Linked DNA regions of Gasterosteus aculeatus: region 1 is linked to region 2. The links are chromatin contacts, called in public Hi-C maps. All regions are on one chromosome and are shown on one strand. The core of a region is the stretch at or near the end of the contact, and the rest is flanking DNA. Distances in the headings are between cores, read along the strand shown. Region 1 overlaps usp10 (ubiquitin specific peptidase 10). Region 2 has its middle 30 kb from the start of crispld2.

The links. A called contact is a pair of places that touch in the nucleus more often than the background predicts.
Region 1: a contact with region 2 is called in a Hi-C map of whole body, with 4 times the contacts expected there. The contact joins two enhancer-like sites. A contact is called at or near these places in 3 of 6 Hi-C or Micro-C datasets (skeletal muscle and whole body).

What each region holds. Positions count from the first base shown.
Region 1 is chr12:12,606,385-12,609,253 of fGasAcu3.hap1.1, reverse strand. usp10 (ubiquitin specific peptidase 10) reads left to right here. Exons shown (of 14, transcript XM_040196096.2): 4 at 419-1,645. Among protein-coding and RNA genes, the nearest start is that of marveld3, 4.6 kb to the left of the region's middle. Within about 2 kb of position 1,348, at least 3 of the 9 cell types and tissues checked have open chromatin away from gene starts, as enhancers often do.
Region 2 is chr12:12,561,516-12,564,781 of fGasAcu3.hap1.1, reverse strand. No RefSeq gene overlaps it. Among protein-coding and RNA genes, the nearest start is that of crispld2, 30 kb to the left of the region's middle. Within about 2 kb of position 1,286, at least 1 of the 9 cell types and tissues checked has open chromatin away from gene starts, as enhancers often do.

The DNA.
Region 1 (2,869 bases), core at 99-2,598, 44 kb before region 2:
AATGAATACCAAAATATACTAATGGCACATGAAAACAAATGCTTATAAAGTCTGTGCCGATTATACACTTACACTTGTCTCAGTTTAGCAAGTCTGGATTAGGATAACTGACAATACCCAAGATCATATTACCCCCTCTGCCTCAGTGCACCTGTTGAATCACCCATTTCTCGACTCCTGGGATCCCCGTAAGCGCAGATGGAATGTGGTTGAGAATAGACCCAACAATAGTTGTTTGGGCTAAAGACCGGTCCAGCAGGATTTGTTTAATTCTATTGGAATGTCTGATCGTGTGGCTCGAGGGTGTAAAACCAACTCTTCAGCAGAGCGTAAAATGCAACATGATTTTCATATTGAGGCCGTATTTGAAATGCAACCCCTTTTTGTTTCTAACTGATTGCAATGTTATCTGCCGCAGAAGACTATCAGCGCATTGAGTTTGGCGTTGACGAGGTGATGGATTCCAAGCCTGTTGGGCTGAACGATCCTTTGTTCAAGGTGTCGAGCACCCTCAACCCCCAAGCTCCAGAATTCATCCTGGGCTGCCAGTCTGCACAGAAGGCCCAACCGTCATCTCCCCAAGAGGACGATGTCCCCGATGGGGCCCACTTCAACTCACTGGATGGTCCTGACATGGAGGCCTCGGCCCTGGACAATCAGTCCTGCCAGGATATGGACGGACTCCCTGGCAGCTTGGGGCAGCGAGAGAGGAAGAAAAAGAAAAAGCGTCCGCCGGGTTATTACAACTACCTGGATCCATTTACTGGCAACAGCAGCAGCAGCGCGGCGGACGGGACGCCTATGGGGGCCCTGGTGAACGGACATGCGATGGGCGGCCCCCACCACGGGGCTGAAGATGTGGACGGCAAGGCATCGCCGGGGGGAGAACTCTCGACACCCGGACCGGTCTCCACGGCCGCACCGGCAGCTCCCGTCGCGGCAGCCAAGTTTGCCCCTACAGCCACTGCCAATCAGAGGACTTGTGATAGCCCTGATGACTCTTCTTTGGACTTCACAAGTGGAGCTGCCTCTTTATCGGACGGCAACAATGCAACTTCCTGCTCTTCATCCTCCTCTCAAAGCAGAGAGACGACAGAGGGGCCGAGGACTGCAGATCAGCAGCCAGATCTTTTGGCTCCCCAGAGCCCCGAACTTTCAGATACTCCACACAGCCCGCCCTCCAAATCCCCTCTTCCTCCTTCAGCTGCCGTGGCCGCGCCCTCTGTCGCCACTTGCATCACGACTACTGAACTGGAGGAGAGCGAGTTTGCGGACAGTGGGGTGGCCAATCGGCTAGCAGAGCCAGACGCCGCCGTTGGTGCAGAGGAACACCAGGGGGACTGCGAGGGCGGGGAGCAGGCTCAGCGGGCCTCCCCAGACTCTGCTGCCCAGTCGGCGGCGTCTGAGCAGGCCCCCTCGCCTGTGATTCCAGCTGCACCTGCTGCAAACCCCCCCAAATCTTGGGCTAGCCTCTTCCACAACTCCAAGCCTCTGCCTGGGGGCCCTCAGGCCTTTGTGGAGGTAAAGCAGGTTGTGGAGGTGGTGCCTCCATCCCTCGCTACACCAGAGCAGCCTGAGAAATTTGGGGAGTACAAAGACGGCCCTGTCCACGTTTCAGAGGATCCAATGGCCCCTAAACTTGCAGGTATTATGTGAACATGTTTTGTATTACATAAAAAAGACCCAACATACCGGTTTGATGTTTGCCTCTCCCCCTCCACTTGATGGCAATATTGAGTCAATTATACCATCCCTTCTTCTTGGTTCATGTTTTAAACATTTGGTATTTAGATGGTAAGTGACCAAACTTCTGCTGCGCATTTTACTATGTCTATATTTGAATATGAATGGCTCAACCACTCCTTACCACAGGGCAATGCATTTGGCGTGTTGCGCATGTTAAAGCAGTTCACAGACAGAACACTAGATGGTGCTACTTTATCCACAATAGCTGTCAGGTTCATTGGTCACATTTGTTACCCATTTGATCTCATTACACTAATTACAAGTCTCTGGGACACGGGAATGCTATAGCATGCTCTGTTTTTAGATCAGAACATTCAGTTTTCTTCGAGAGGCTTCTTCCTTTAGACACACACGTTTTGTGTCTTTATTCAGTGTCATTCTGAAACTCAAATGATATTTTAAGCCCCGTTGAGGTGATTGTTGGACATTTTTATGCAGTTTTGACACTGACATGTGGTTCACTGCAGTCATAAATTGCTAAACCTTAGAAGGTGATTACAATTTGGCCACTTAGACGTTAAACTCAAATGGTGAGATCATGTTACTTTACTACAATAACACAACACAGACACACACTAAGACTGCAGCTTAAACATTCAGTTCAAGTGAAAAAACATCTGGTCATTTGGTGAGGCTGAAAGATGGTGGTTCTGCTTCCTGTGGAGGAGCAGGTGAAGTGATTATACAGGTGACTACAGTCACGTTACCATTGAAGAACAAGACATGACCTATTTTTCTGTGCCTCTTCATGCTGTTTTTCTAATGACTTCTTTTGTCCCTGTGGAGCATGATGTTAAAGGGTACTGCAGTATTTGAGATTTGTCTGTTTAGATAAACCTGATTTATATTGCCTGTATTTACATGTTTGTGGTTCTCTGAAAGTATGGAGCTCATTAGTGTCCGTTTACCCAAATCCCACCTTTTTCTTTCCCCTTTTGGTTCAACATAGTAAGACTTTAAACCAGCAAATGGAAACTGTTTTAGTGGTGTTCATTTGAGTGCGTTAATTTGAGTGTTTATTCTGCGCTAGTGTTAATCTCTAGGCTACACTTTAAAATAAGTTTAATGGCAAAAATTGAACACACTATTCGTTGTCATAAATGTTTGTCATTGGATGCTTAAT
Region 2 (3,266 bases), core at 37-2,536:
AGGTGGAGATATCACTGCTCTATGTGGCTGCCAGTGCCACAGGCCACGGCTACTTATTACTCAAGAGGAAACGGAAACTCCCCATTTAATTAAAGCTATTAGAGGTCAGCGGCACGCTAAAGCCCACTGCTCTCCTCTGGCTAATTTTTCATTGAGCACTCTGTTTGAATTCAGTCTCCTTCCATGTTGCTCTAAATTGCAACCTGCTAGTGTTTGATTGCTGCAGGATTGTCTTTCTTAAAAGCACTGACCGTCAAATGCACATTCATGGCGCAGTAGCTGATGCTCATACTGTCTATAATGTATGTAAATTGGATATTTATGGGGAGTTGAGGCAGTAAGGGATTACAATTTAACAAGGAAAATGCTTTCTGTGGTCAAAGATCAGTTAGATTGAATTAAGAGATTAAAACACATTTGCCTTGCAGTTGCCATGGATTTGTTGGTAAATCTTAATTTAAAGTGGCAATGAAATGGCCTAATTCAACTCAACTAAATTGTATTTATAATTTGATAGAATATAAGATTACGATGAATCAGAATATAATGAAAAAAATGAATGCTATACTATATGATTTATTATAGAAGTTCAGAGACAGATAAACAAAACTGACTGAAGACCAAAATTGCCAATTCAATATCTTTGAGGAAATCATAACTTCATATAGAAAGACAATAGAGAAGTACATTGTGTCCTAGGTCTAAGGAATATGAGATATTGGAACAGAGTGCTGAGAAAGTGAGAAACAGGACTAAAGGTGATCGTGGTCATACATTTCTTTTTTTTCTTCTTTTTACAAATTATATGTCAGACCACATATGAGCTTTCCCAGCCCTGATATCCATCATACTTTGGTATAATAGGATTTCCTGGGTGAGCAGCACTCCTTCCTTGAATGTCACGCTAGGCCGCAGGTCAGACCTCCCGTGGCAGTGGCTCGCACATTCAAGCTTTGTTTAGGTGATTGATGGATCATCAAAACCTCAAAAGGCATGATGACTTCAGAATGGGCCCCTGTGTTCTTTGAGAATATATATTAGAGTCATGAACCATGCATATCAATTGTCGGCTTTTTGTGTATATCATCACCTTCAAAATAAAACATATATTTTGTGCCCTAATGTCATGAACAACACACCATGACTATACACTACAAATTTTTTAAACTCTTAAACAATTCATTGGTGCTCTCTGCAGAGATTGTTTTAACTGAATATAATACTTATATATAAGTCGATTACAACAAGTGTTGCTGTTAATTCCGTCCATCTGTTTTAATCGATTCCCTGCGCATGAGGAAACGAGTCACACACAACGTCATTCAGGACAAATGACAATACAGGATGCATCTGACCACTAGGGGGAGAGAGAGTACAACACATCTGGCCCAACCTGCCTCACTTTGAACCCCGTGCAAGAGTCAAAGCGGAATAAAGAACTGCATCACCAAGGTATTTGTATTTTGCTTTTCAAAGGTATAATCTACTTGAAATATATTTGTGGGTTTGACTTAACTGTTTTTGCGTACTCTTCAAAACCAAAAGTCTCAGCATCGATATATATTTTTATTTTTAATAAACCTAAAATATTCCATATATAATATTCAGTTATGCGTTTGGAATAAATCAAATATATAACAGATGTGTTGCCATGATTATGATTCTTTGTCTTTCATAGTTTAATACATTTCACAGCATACCTGCATTTGGGTTAAAATGCAGGGCATGCGGAAAACCCAGGAAACCTGTTTGACCCGAGTTTCATTATGTGGAGTTGTGATTGACTTTTATACAATTTTTTCAATACATGAAATTTTATAAAAGCTAACGGCACACCGCTGCACTTTGAAATACACCTACAAGCAAACTCATATTTTAACTTTGTTTTGTTTTTGTTTTTTTAACACTGTCCAAACAGTTTGCTATCTTGCATTTATCACAGAATGCAGTTTAAAAAATAGAAGAGGTACACAAAATGTACAGGACATTCATGAACTAAGCAAAATCCAGTAATCCATCACAGCTCCAGAGAAAACAACCTTCAGTATCTACTGAGGCTCTTTCCCATATCTACAGACATACTGTCTGACAGGGAATCTCTGCGCACTGACCAGCTCCAAATGTGACCCTCACTCACATAAATAATTTATCCTTTTCCAGAATTACAATGGAAATTAAAGACAGTAGTGTGGTGTGTGCAGCTTAGTAAATGAATGGAAATAGCTGCTCTTTATAAGAGAGAATTTTCTAATTAAAGATAATAATAAAGTTAGATGTAAAATCCCCACCCGAGTATCTATGCCATTATAAACCATCAAAGATTAGCATGTTGTACAGTACACGAAAAGGAAGCCTTTGGAGTTTCATTCATAAATGGGAGAAGAGTCAAACAAAGCAGCGAAAATTGGTCATAAAAGCATAGTAGGCGCATGATTTAGTGGAGCGATAAAGAGTGGAAAGGTGGCCATTCATCATGGAGGCTTGCTCACCAGGAGAGGGCCTGTCAAGGACACCTCCGGGTCTGGGAGGCATTTTGAGAGAGACGGAGACCAAGATCCAACAACTTGTTTATTCCAATGTCTTTTCCAGATGGACGCATGGAGTACAGACCTCAGATGTGTGACTAGTGCTCCAACTCCATTGTCACAGCAGCGATGAAGGATGGATGTTGTTAACTGCAAAGTTGAGGACGTATAAGCCTTATAGCAGCAGAACCAGATGTTGGGAATGGAAGAAGCTTTATTGTGGTAACTTCAGATTACGCTATAACGATTCAGGGGATTATACTAACAATCGATGGAATGCAGATGTCTCTTTGAAAGGGAGTGTGGCGCCAAGTATAAAACGATACCAAAAGATAAATAAGATCTAACTAAATAATATATTGACAGAAAATCCATCTACATCTGTATTATTGAAACAGATACATCTTGGCAGCTAAACGGGGCTTTACACAAGTTTGGGAGCATTTCAATTGCCTGTCGAAAGGCTTTTAACAATGGCTGCGACCTGGCAAACCCCAGCAAAGAGCTGACAGTGTTTATCTCAAGATGAGTCCTTATGAGGGCAGTGCAGAGCAACTTCATACGTAGACATTACGCCACTAGATGTGAATATCGCAAATAGTTGTTATCTGCTCTATTAATGCTCGGAATCACGTCTACTGCACATTCAAAACTCCATTAAGTATTAATAAATCATGTCAACAACTGCGTTGCTTTACCTAGAGTTAGAATTTGCAGGTTAGTTAGATATTAACAACAAAG